3 separate regions of the Mus musculus genome follow, and all the other regions are linked to region 1. A link is a contact called in public promoter capture Hi-C and targeted proximity ligation data. All regions are on one chromosome and are shown on one strand. The core of a region is the stretch at or near the end of the contact, and the rest is flanking DNA. Distances in the headings are between cores, read along the strand shown.

Region 1 (4,203 bases), core at 756-3,255:
TTTACAGAATGTGTTGTGTGGCGGGATTCTTGGTTTTCGTTAATGAATTAGCTTTATGGTGCTGCGGATGGAACCTACTTATATACTTCTGGTGCATACATGGAGCTATAAAGGGGGCTCTGACAAGGATGCTGTAGGAACCGCAAAGTTTGAGGTAGAAAAACAACCCCTTGCTTTGACTTAAGGAGGACAGTTGAGGTGCACGCTGATGTGAAGGAAAAGGAAAAGGAGACACTCTGAATTATAGCCGTTCTCTAGTTGTGTGCCTGTGGCGCCATTTGTGAAGTGTCCGAAGCCTCTGGCTGGTGACTTGTATTTAGTCATTTCATAGCAGGACATGCTATTTGATGAGTGCCGCCTGGCAGATGGTTACAGTTGGGTCTTTAACAGGATACAGGCTGCCATCCAGCCACAGTAGAGTATACTTTGTAATGTGCTTATTTGAACTTAGACTAATGTTTTAGCCTGACTAGACTTTGATGGGTGTGGCTTTTATGTTTCTCCTCCTCCTCCTGTTCTGTGTGAGGAGTAAATATAGTAATGGGGAAAATGTAATCTTGACACATCTCTGAATGAACACCTCCCGTCCCCTTTGTTGCTTCAGGAAGCTGTGGGTGGAACCCAGGGCCTGGAATATCCTAAGTACCTGCTGTGCCAGGTACTTATTAGAGTTAAAATTATTTTATTATATGCCTGCACTTATATTGCACAACAATGGGTACCTGTTGTCCCTTGGAGGCCAGAAGAGGCTTGGCAGATCCTCTGGGTCTGGGCTGACAGGTGATTGTGAGCAGAGAATGAAGTTCTGGGAATCAAACCCTGGTCCTTGGCAAGAACAGCTAGTGCTTTTAACTGCTGAGACACCTGTCCAGACCAGGTTTGTAGCTTTTTTTGGTGGTAAGTTTTTAGACTGTACACCAGTCTCAAAGTCCAGTTACATTTTTGCCATCCTAACAAAGGAAAACGTGGATCGTGATAGAGAAACTTTAGTTCCTTGAGTTGAAGGTAAGGCGAGCCAGGTGTTGTGTGACTTAATTTTTTATTTTACGGGGTGGACAAAACACTCAATCCCAGATTGGGAACCCATGATACACCCAATTTTTAGTGGTAAGGATACCACCAAAGTCCAGCTTGGCGACCCAGTGAGTTTTATTGGGGTTCCCTACAGGAATCTGAATTCAGGAATAGAAATGATCCCATATGGATGAGCACAGATCACCCCAGAATAACTCTTATCGCCAAAGTTCACCCCGGCATGGGTGACAGCTCACAAAGGCTGGGAACCTGGACCACACTGGACAGCCTGCAGGCAGCTCAGCAGATTGGAGGGTCCTTTGCAGCTTCAGGTGGCAGAAATGTCTTCCAAGCAGGTCTTTTTGCTTGAGAGTCGTCTTCCCCGCAGGGGTGTGTGTGTGTGTGTGTGTGTTTACCTCCCTGCCTAAGGAGCTCCCCTGCAGGACCAAAAGTTTTTAAGGTCTAATGCTTTCTAGTAGTATTTGTTCCTTCTAGGGCTTGGAGCTTCTAGGGCCTTTGTTCTCAGGAGGAAGGAAAAAGAAATTTGTCAGCCGGCCTCATTGCTTTAATGTCCGACTATAGCAATTTGTTTACATGATCTGAGAGCTGATCCTACCCACTTGGCTCAAGTTCAGTTTCTTCTTTTTGCCTTACAAGGATAGCAGGCGCACCTGAGAACCTGGGTGGGTGGGGTTTCACCCAGGAGAGTCATCCCTGTAGCTCGGAGACAACACCTTCACGTCACCGGCCACTCTCAGTCTCCGGAGGATTCAGCGGAGTAGAATCGATGAGATTAGTGAGGGAGGTTCTTAGCAAAACTAAAGGACTTCCTGGTGAGCTCAGTTTCCGACCGAGGAGCAGGCTTCTTCCTCTTTAGCCCTCTTCAGTGAGGAGTCAGCTGCTCGGCTGTGTGGGATTGGCTGGTGTACACCTGCCCCTGTTTCCTCCGGCCACTGCATACCGCCAGTCACTTCCCATTAGCTGTGAGCCCTGCCCTTGTGTGAGTCAGAGTGGTAGGCACAAGGGCTCTCGGGGCAGGGCATCAGACGAAGTCACTGTGTACTTATCAGATTGACTCGATTTGGGAAGGCATGAGCTAGCATGACTCAGACTAGTGGCGAACTTAATTGAGAGAATTCCTCATATTTCTGTAGCGAATGGATGATAGTTGGATGAACTAAAAAGTCTTAACCAAAAAAAGTGTAGAATTGCTTCTGGACCTCTCAGTGTGCTGTTGTTGAGATGGGGCTGTGTTTAGCTCAGGTTGGTCTCCATTAAAATTGTTACTGTGTTGCAGAACTTAGGCCCAGAAGCAGCAGAAACTGCAGCGCTAATTAACTGGCCACTTTATGTGAGTTGCAGACCTCAGCTCTGCTTAGTTTAGATGGCTAATAAAGTCATCTGTGGCCCCTAACTTCCTGGGGGCTCTCAGTGCTCGAGTGTAAAGCTTAGAGAACATTCTAAGGAGTTTGGAGCAAGATATTCCAAATTACTTGCTCTTTCAGCTATATGTGTGTGTTATTTTCTTATTTTTTTTCTTTTAAAAAGGCATCCATTGGATTCTTTCAGAAAGACGTTTTTAAAAAGACATACTGTTTAACGGCAAAGGTCCCAGGGAGCCTGGTAGTTGCTTAGCTCACAGAGCAATGGAAAGATCTGTTATTAAGTTGCAGCTTGAATAATGTACTAGCCAGAGCCACAGGGTTCTCTTCCCTCAAGCCAGTAGCGACTGTCTTCTCCTCCCTTTTCCAGATTTTATTTTAATTTTTTTCTGGAATTATTTTTTTCTCTATATGTATGGTGTTTTGCCGTCTTGTATGTCTGTGTACTCGGTGGTTGTTTGCGCCTTATACTCTCAGAGGCCAGACAAGAATCTCACATCCCTGGAGCCGGAGCTAGAGACTTCCTTTTTCCTCCATCTGTATATTAGGTCTGGCTGTGTGTCCTGGAGCTCACTATGTAGACTAGGTGAGATCCTCCTGACTGGGATTAAAGATGTGCACCACCATGCCCAGTTTATAGACACAGACTTGTTAAAAGGAAAAATGTGCGCTTAGCACAAAGGAGATGTATTTGCTCTGGAGGGACAGAGGTCAGGGTTAAGGGATGAGACAGGAGCCAGAGGAAGAGGGAGAACGGAGAGAAAAGAAAGAAGAGGGTTATTTGTCTTGGAATGGGATAAAGGGCTGCCTCTGGATGGAGAGGGGACAGGCAAATGATGGTTTATAAAGGTGAAATGGGAAACCCTGTGCTGAGATGAAGTGTTTAATTTTAATTGTGCATGTTAATTAGGTGCCTGAAGGGAGCTTTTGATTGCTAGACTTTACAGCTGGACCTTGGTAGTCAGTTTCTGGAATAGGAATTAGCAATAAGGAAATAGACCATGGGGGGTTAGCCTTTGGAATGGATAGCAGTTTGGTGTGTTTGTTTGTTTGTTTTTGTTGTTGTTTTTAAGCGAGGCAGAGGGAATGGAGGAGAAGGGCCAGGTCTGCTAGAGTCATGCTGGCCAACTCAAGGTAGCTAGAGTCCCTTCAGTTGTGAGCTGCCCCGTGGGTCCTAGAAAATGAACCCAGGTTCTCTGTAAGAGCAGCAAGTGCTCTTATCCACTGGGGAGTCTTTCCAACCCTTATTATTTAAAAATAAGTTTGGTTTATTATTTTTTTTAAAGATTTATTTATTTATTATATGTAAGTACACTGTAGCTGTCTTCAGACACTCCAGAAGAGGGCGTCAGATCTCATTACGGATGGTTGTGAGCCACCATGTGGTTGCTGGGATTTGAACTCAGGACCTTTGGAAGAGCAGTCGGGTGCTCTTACCTGCTGAGCCATCTCACCAGCCCCCGGTTTATTTTTAATGTGTATGTGTGCACCCACATATCCCTGGAGGCCTGTTGTCAGATTCCCTGGAGCTGGGCTTACAGGCAATTGTGAGCCCCCTGATGGGGTGCTGGGAACTGAATTCAGCAGAAGAGGAAGCACTCTGAATCACCCCCTGGACTGGAGTTCTAAGCAGTTGTGAGCCGCCTGCTGTGGCTCCTGGGAACGGAAGGAGGGTCCTCTAAAGAGCAGTAAGCCTTCCTCCCTCCAGCCCCACTCCAGCTTTCTTGGAGGGCTTCTTGAGAATCCATTTTCATTCTTTTCTCCACCTTTTCCAGGCAAAGCTGCTTGTGGGGGAGGGTGGCGTCCC
Region 2 (4,203 bases), core at 791-3,290, 480 kb before region 1:
TCTCTCTCTCTCTCTCTCTCTCTCTCTCTCTCTCCCCAAAAACCTTCAGCTCCACCTTCCCCTCTTTATCCACCCAATCACTGGCTCTAGGCTTTATTTATAAATTAAGGTGGGAAGCAGGTTTACAGGAAATCACCTGAGTGCTGACTCATTCCTTGTTCGCAGCCCCTCACAGGAGAACAGAATTAACATCAAATACAATTAGTCCCAGGGCTATCTTCAGATCTTCTCTATGCTGCCTCCTCTTCTAGAGGATCTTGAAGAGCACCAGGATGGCCTAAAGACTGTGGTCCTGATGCAGACTATCGGATAGAGCCATCAAAGAAGCTGTGGGAAGATGCTGATATTCAGACCCTCCCCACAGAGAGTCTGTGCCCATTGGCCTGGGGAAGTGGGTTTATGTCTGCTGTATTTCCCAGGTGATTCAAGTACAGAGCTGGAGCCTAAGAGTCCTTCCTTGAGGATAGAAAGTTTCCTTTGCAATCACACTTTTATAGGCACGATGGGAGAAGTCTGACCCCCTAATCCCTGAGGAAAAAAAAAGATTCGTGTAAACAAAGATGGAGAAAGAGCTTGTCACTTATCCACTTAGTCCATGAAACAGTGACCTCGTGGATATGGGAAGGATTTGTCCCCAGGAAGTGCAAAGTTAGCTAGAGAAAACAACAACAACAACAACAACAACAACAACAACAACAGAGACGTAAATAATTGTGAGTTATAACATCAAGCTTTCCTACCCAGCCACTTTGTTCCCAGAGTAAGGGCTCTGAGACTGAATATTTTATAAATAAACGCCTCGGCCATAAGCTAGGGCTTGTTCCCCTGACTAGCTCATGACTCAATTATCTGGTTATTCTGTTCTACAAAGCACCACATGGCTTGTTACCTCTTCTCAGAGTTCCTGACTAATCTCCCACACTTCTGACTGTTTTTGAATTCCTCTTTATCCCCACTCCCTCCATCTTTCTGTCTCTCCCTCTCTGTCTCTCTGTCTCTGTCTGTCTGTCTGTCTGTCTGTCTCTCTCTCTCTCTCTCTCTCTGCTGGATACCCCACCTCCTAATCCTGCCTCAGCTCTTTGGCCATAGGCTTATTATTATTATTATTATTATTATTATTATTGTTGTTGTTGTTGTTATTGACAAGTGATGCATCCATACAGAATATAAGAGATTTTCTCTACAGTGAGTGTTGTGCACTTTATGTGACAAGAAAATCATCTGAGGGAAAAAAATGATCAGAGGAAAGTGAGGTCTTGCCCCAAGGGAGGCATGTCAAGAATGCCAGTACAGTTTACTTTAAAAGCTGGCCATTGAAGGGACAAAGGTGACAGAGTCATAACTTAAACCCCGGTAAGTGTGACTAATGTGGGTCGTGTACACACTCAGTAACACAGCTGTTACTTTTCCTTTCCTCTCAAAATGATACCTGCAAGCTGAGCAATGGCCGCAGAGGGTGGCTAACGGGGGACACCAGATGCCTTCAGACAATGAACCCGAAATGATAACTCCTCCCTCCCCTGAGTTCTACTCCAGTCACAGTATTTGTGTAGGGCAACAAGAGGGAGCTCCAGCTCCATGGTGTGACAGCTACTCGCAGGAGGAAGAGGATGGCTCCTTTTTGAAGACATTGACTAGATCATGGCCCTAGGGAGGATGGGTAGAGAGCAGCAAAGGTCTGAGCCTACTCTAAGGAAGTCTGTCTTTGGACCTTCATGCTATTACAGTGACTTGAGTATGGGCAAAGCTTCCAAGAGAGTTCTTTTTCACCTAGCAGCATCAGTAACAAGAAGATACATTCTCCAAAGTCAAGGTCAGGCAAAGAGTCAAAGGTGAAATAGAGACAAACAGTAGCGGCTCTCTCTCTCTCTCTCTCTGCTTTTTAATATTCCTGAATATGTACAAAATTCCTTTCTAGAAAGTTACTAATTTCTTTATCTCAAATTTTCAACAGAGAATGGTTCTAATTCACTGCTAGACTATTGCTATGCGTGGACTGTGTGTGTCCCTCCAAATGCACACATTGTACTGCCGCTTACAGATGTGATGTTATTAGACAGTGGAGCCATTAAAGGGGGATTACGTCACAAGGGCCCTTTTAAGGCATTGTGTAAAGCATTTTTAAAAGAGTCCCCAGAGCACTGACTCCTTCTTCTCCCAAGAAGGAAGGATACAGCTAAGACTCACTGTCTATGACTAGGAAAGCAGGCCCTCACTGAATACCAAATGTGCTTCAGCCTGGATCCACAACTCCTTGTACCCTGGGGCTATCAGAATTATGGTTCTGATGTTTATAGGCCAGCCATTTGGTATGTTGTGATATGGCCTGAGTGGACTAAGACACCTATTGTTTCTGCTACAGACATTCTCATAGTCTTAGGTCAAAGACTCTATCCACATGTCTTTTCCCCCTTGCCCCTGCCACCATAGCCTATCCCTAGATCAAGGCGTAACATAGGCTAACAGGCTGGATTTGTCTGTTACATTTTGGCTTACACTTTTGGTAAGATTGGAGATTTCCCTTGGTGCCAGCATATTACTATTAATGCTTAGAGCTCAGAGAGTCCTGACAGTCTGGATCAGCTGCACATTCTCTACTGAAAGCGCACGCAAGCTTGTGGTCAGGGCTGCCATTCCTGCTTCCTTTAGAGGGTGAGTCAGACGCTGGTGGCTCCCTTTCCTAATCCTTTATAGCAGTGTGCACCTGTCCACAGTGAAAAGGAGGTTGGAAACTTCCAGATTCAAATATGGCAGGCAAGAGTATTCTGGGTTCCCTTCTGTACGTCACGTGCTGAGATTCAGCGTGCCAGAGCCCACTGATTTTGTATCTTCAACTATTAGGAAGCTATCTGGGCATCTACTGCTGCTGCTGCTGCTACTTTATTTATTAATTATTATTATTATTATGCATGATAATAACTATATTATTTTTATTGTTATTATTATTATTATTTGTTTTAAGATGGTTCAAAGACACACAACATTTTGATAATAAGCTCTGTGTACTATGACCTTAAAAAAATAACAACCAGGTTTTATTTAAATAAATAAATAAATAAACAAACAAACAAACAAACAAACAAACAGCCGGGCGTGGTGGTGCACGCCTTTAATCCCAGCACTCGGGAGGCAGAGGCAGAGGCAGGCGGATTTCTGAGTTCAAGGCCAGCCTGGTCTACAAAGTGAGTTCCAGGACAGCCGGAGTTATACAGAGAAACCCTGTCTCACCCCCACCCCAAAAACAAATAAACAAAAACCACTCTCGGGTTTCCACAAGAAATAATCTTTATTGAGGGTACACTCTGACCATCCCAGGACATCCTGCAAAGCACTATATCTTAAAAGTCTACACCATCACCCAGAGCTGCATTTTGGGGACCAAGAACTTCTTGAACATGACTTTTATAACCTCCCCAACCTTCTAAATTAGACGCATGGCAGGAGTGTGCACTCATTCCTCACATACACATACTCCTACCGTGGTTCTGTCTACATTGGGGTCCTTCCTTCATCAGGGACTTAGGAATAAAGGGATGGAACATAGTCATTTAAATACTGAAAAATATACAGAATTTCTACTAAATAATTTACCACATACCTACTCAAATGAGCACCATGAATGTGTGCGATAGTGGTAGGTAGATAGGGTATCTTGAGGGAACAGGACAGAGGCCTCATCTTACTTCAGATTTAAGGATTTTACCTCCTACTCCCATGATTTCTCCTGATCGCTAATCTTTGTTGTAACATAACTGGATTTGTTCAAGTTTATGAGGGTGTTTCCAGAGAGGCATAACTGAGAAGGGAGAATCCATCTGAATGTGGAAAACACCATCCTATGGGCTGGGGGTCCCAGTCTGTGTGGTCAGAAATCAAACAAAAACAAAAACCATGATAACATGCAATCAGCAGCCACTAGTTCCTGCTGCCTTAGCTAGAATTGTTCTGGTCACCATGGCATCCCACCATGGCATCTCACCATTGTGTCATAGCATGGCATCCCACCGTGGCAACCCACCATGGCATTCCACCATGACAACTCACCATGGCATTCCACTATGACAACCCACCATGCTATCCCACCATGGCATCCCACCATGCTATCCCACCATGGCATCCCACCATGACATCCCATCATGACAACCCACTATAGAAACCCACCATGACAACCCACTATGACAACCCACCATGCTATCCCACCAT
Region 3 (4,203 bases), core at 815-3,314, 310 kb before region 1:
GAAACAGGAGACTTAGCTTCAAGTCTTGGTTCCCACCATTAACAAGCTGTGCAAAGCTGACTGTCACTGACCTTTGTATCTTAAAACAAAAACAAAGCTGGTCGTAGTGGCGCACACTTTTAATCCCAGCACTCGGGAGGCAGAGGCAGGCGGATTTCTGAGTTCGAGGCCAGCCTGGTCTACAGAGAGAGTTCCAGGACAGCCAGGGCTACACAGAGAAACCCTGTCTCGAAAACAAAACAAAACTCTTAGCTCAAAGTGGCCAGATTTGTATATATAACTCCTCAAGCCTACCAAAACTGAAAACTCAACCTCCACCCCATGTACCTTTCCTATTCATTTGACATTACCATCTAAATTACCTATTTCTTTTTTTGTTTTTTAATTAGATGTTTTATTTACATTTCAAATGTTATCCCCTTTCTTAGCTTCCCCTCCAAAAATCCCTTATCTCCTCCCCGCCTCCCTATTTCTTTGAACACCGAAATTTAACCTATTGGCAAATCTCATCCCAGATGACATCAGTGGATCCCCTTCTCCCCATTCCCTACTGTTACAACCCTACCCCAGTATTCTGCTCTCTGTAGCAGCTTTCTACTCTATCTTCTGGCCTCCACTCTTGCCTCTGGCCCCCTTTCAGCTCATTCCATGGTGTTTAAAGCAAAAACCATGCTGAGTGTGGCACGATATGCCCTTAGCCCTACTTCCTTTGGGAGTGAGGTGAATCACTAGAGCCCAGAAGTTTGAGATTAGCCTGAGCAATGACTTAGTGAGACTCCATCTCAAACCATAACAGATAAAGCCCAAGCCTATTATTCCCCTGCCTAATACTGCTCAGGGACTTATAATCATAGGACTGGGCGCTCAGTCCGTTGACCTCTCAGGTCACCTGTCTCCTTCTTGATTTTTCTTTCCTTGTTCTTCCCCAGACGGGTGGGTATGTTGGCCCTTCGCATTGGTTGGAACACTCGGCCCTGCCCCCACCTCCCACAGTCCACAGGATTTGTCATTTACAACTGAACTCTGCCCAACTGCCCCTCAAGGGCTATATATAGGTAGTGCTTGACCACACCGTCCCACTTCTACCTCCAGCCATACCACCAAAAGTCCCCTATTTTCTCATCCCCCACTCCCACCCAGTAGAAACTGAATGTCCTCACACAAGTCCATTTCCTAGCACAGTACCTGGTACATAGTAAGTAGGTATGCCCGAATAGGAGACTTGACTGAATAAATGAACACATACAACTTCCCTGTTAATGAGATACAAAGTTTTGTATTAATTACATAAGCTAAAAATCTGTTGATCTATGAATGTGTCTTTTTTTTTTCTTTCATTGGATTCCCACACCAAGTGAACATTAGTATGTGCACGGTTAACGGCAGAAATATGACAACTTTTTTAAAAAAGATGTCACAAAGCTTCTTCCTCCCAACCGCCTTAAGTCTACTATTCTCTCTTGGCCCTCCCCGATTCTGTCCTAGTGTAAATCAACCTCCTCTTTGGCCTTTTCCCTGTAGGTTCTAATCCCATGTCTTCTTCCTCAGACCTCAGCCAAAGGCTGCTCCTGTACCCTAATATGCTTCCTTGAGAACGCCCGGGAGTTCATTGTTCTCAAAAAAAGCCCAGAACTTGCTCTTGTCCACCATCAGGCTAACAACCCTGTCCTCCTGGTTCCTGTCTGTCACCTAGCTGGGTAGCAGTGGCTCCCTGCTTCCAGTCCAGTTTTACAAAGCGCCGCCGTGGCCTCCTTCAGACTTCCCTCTGGGAAGCCCACCAGGCCGGGCCAAGCTCAATCATGAAGCCCCACATCACCAAGGGCCTATCTTTCTGAGCTCACACTTGCTTCATAAGCACATACACTTCTCAATGCCCCGGCCTCCGTAACCTGCCTTCCCGCGAGCCCGCGCCCAGTGACTATTTGCGGAAGAAACGAACACTGGAGTCGCCCAACCACTGCTCGCCCCCTGCCCCCGCCGCGGCGCCGCAGCCATGACGCACTAAGCTGGCGCCGCGAGAACGGGCGTGCCAGGGCGCCTGCGCGAAGGGGCACGCCTGCGCAGAGGCGCGAACCCGCTGACAGATTCTCGAAGGCGGCGGCGGCGGCGGCGGCCTTGGGCCGCGGGGAATGGGAGTCCCAGGGCCCTGACTGAGCACCGCCCCCGCCTCCCGGCCGCGCCATGGCTCAGGAGAAGATGGAGCTGGACCTGGAGTTGCCCGCGGGCGCGAGCCCGGCGGAGGGCGGCGGCCCTGGCGGCGGGGGCCTGCGGAGGTCTAACAGCGCCCCCCTGATCCACGGCCTCAGCGACTCGTCGCCGGTGTTCCAGGCCGAGGCGCCCAGCGCCAGACGGAACAGCACGACGTTCCCGAGCCGCCACGGCCTGCTGCTCCCGGCCTCGCCGGTCCGAATGCACAGCAGCCGCCTGCACCAGATCAAACAGGAGGAGGGCATGGACCTGATCAACCGAGAGACCGTTCACGAGCGCGAGGTGCAGACCGCAATGCAGATAAGCCACTCCTGGGAGGAAAGTTTCAGCCTGAGTGACAACGACGTGGAGAAATCCGCCTCCCCGAAGCGCATCGATTTCATTCCGGTGTCTCCGGCACCGTCCCCGACCCGGGGAATTGGGAAGCAGTGTTTCTCACCGTCCTTGCAAAGTTTTGTGAGTAGCAACGGACTGCCTCCAAGTCCCATTCCCAGCCCAACCACCCGATTTACCACCCGGAGAAGCCAGAGTCCCATCAACTGCATTAGACCAAGTGTTCTTGGACCATTGAAAAGAAAATGTGAAATGGAAACTGATTATCAGCCAAAGAGATTTTTCCAGGGCATCACCAACATGCTGTCTTCTGACGTTGCACAGCTGTCAGACCCCGGTGTGTGCGTATCTTCCGATACCCTGGATGGAAACAGCAGCAGTGCCGGATCTTCCTGTAACTCACCAGCGAAAGTCAGCACTACCACCGACTCTCCTGTGTCGCCCGCCCAAGCAGCCTCCCCCTTTATTCCAGTAGATGAACTTTCCTCAAAGTGACTCACTCATCTTGAATCCCCCTCCCCCAATGGAGAGACAAAAAAACAAAAACAAACAAAAAAAAAAAGAAAGAAAAAAATCAAGTTAGAGCAAGCACTGAACTTTGTCGATTACGTTAAAGCCGTTTCCTATTTGACTCTTCCCTCTTTTTGGAAATTCCTGAAATGTTATTCTAGAGAATTTCTATGTCAGGTTCCTGGGGATGCCCTTGAATTCAGTGTAGTAATATTTTCGGACTTTTTATCAATAAGTGTGTTGAAGCATACATTTTACGCTGCTAATATGTCTAAATACATATGTTATCCCTTGATTTTTTAAATAATTGAGAGCTCTATTTATTTATGGGATTATTAAGTTCTGATGAAAATATAAATGTTGAATTTCAGTTTAGTAAACTGATGTTTTAAAATTCCATAGTTCATGGCACACTAATTTTTGGTGTTTTCAATGGTTGCTATTTTACATCTACTGAAGAATTTACCTACTTACAGCTTTAAAAAGAATGTTAGTCATATCAGTCCATTGGTTGTCTAGTTTACCCAGGAGCCCTTGGTATTTAATGTCCTAGGCAGAAAGGTGGATGGGAGGGAAAAACGACAAAAGGAGAAATAGCACTTGCAGCAAATGTTTTAAAATTCAGTATATAAAGTAAATATTTACGGACATTTTCTAACACTTTTCATAGTAACTCTGGTAAATCACACTAATACAAGTACAGAAATGACAAGTTTCTTTGTGAAAACATTTTTAACCAGAAAGTGCATTCTTTTGGGTATAGTCCTAAACAAGCAGGGGGACGGTGCCTTGTAGTCTTAGCTCACATGGAGACAGGTGAAGGCAAGGCTCTTGCTGCCATCTCAGATTTAACACTTGTGAAATGTAAATGTGTGAGAAGCACCGTTGAGTGTTGGAGAATACCCAGACAGACGATACTCTCTCAATCCTTGATAGACTTGAAGCTATCCAGTCACGTCTCCATTCTTAAAATTCTTGCCAATGAGAAGCCAGAGCAGCTCGTGGCTGCTTTTTTTGCTCTGCCCATCTGTCACCTTCATCTTTTTCCCTTGCTCAGGAAGGAAGCAGTTGTTTCCTTGCCAACAGGTACTTCCCATTTCCCACCAAGCTAGGGCGTGGCTAGATAAAGGTACCTCTGACTTGGGTTTCTAA

The links. Promoter capture Hi-C pulls out the DNA fragments that hold promoters and counts their contacts.
Region 2: a targeted proximity ligation map of pancreatic cancer cells shows a contact between it and region 1. A contact is called at or near these places in 2 of 130 datasets of targeted methods (bone marrow-derived macrophages and pancreatic cancer cells) and 1 of 9 other capture datasets (embryonic stem cells).
Region 3: a contact with region 1 is called in a promoter capture Hi-C map of pre-B cells, with 4 times the contacts expected there. A contact is called at or near these places in 2 of 39 promoter capture datasets (hippocampal neurons and pre-B cells), 2 of 484 Hi-C or Micro-C datasets (embryonic stem cells and muscle stem cells), 1 of 130 datasets of targeted methods (bone marrow-derived macrophages) and 1 of 9 other capture datasets (adipose tissue).

What each region holds. Positions count from the first base shown.
Region 1 is chr19:24,164,418-24,168,620 of GRCm38.p6, reverse strand. All of the region lies in intron 2 of Tjp2 (tight junction protein 2), which reads left to right. Among named protein-coding and RNA genes, the nearest start is that of Tjp2, 59 kb to the left of the region's middle.
Region 2 is chr19:24,639,653-24,643,855 of GRCm38.p6, reverse strand. No RefSeq gene overlaps it. Among named protein-coding and RNA genes, the nearest start is that of Tmem252, 32 kb to the left of the region's middle.
Region 3 is chr19:24,475,335-24,479,537 of GRCm38.p6, reverse strand. Fam122a (family with sequence similarity 122, member A) reads left to right here and starts at 2,064. Exons shown (of 1, transcript NM_026520.3): 1 at 2,064-3,759. The coding sequence starts at 2,182. The coding sequence ends at 3,036. The region is part of intron 1 of Pip5k1b (phosphatidylinositol-4-phosphate 5-kinase, type 1 beta); the gene reads left to right.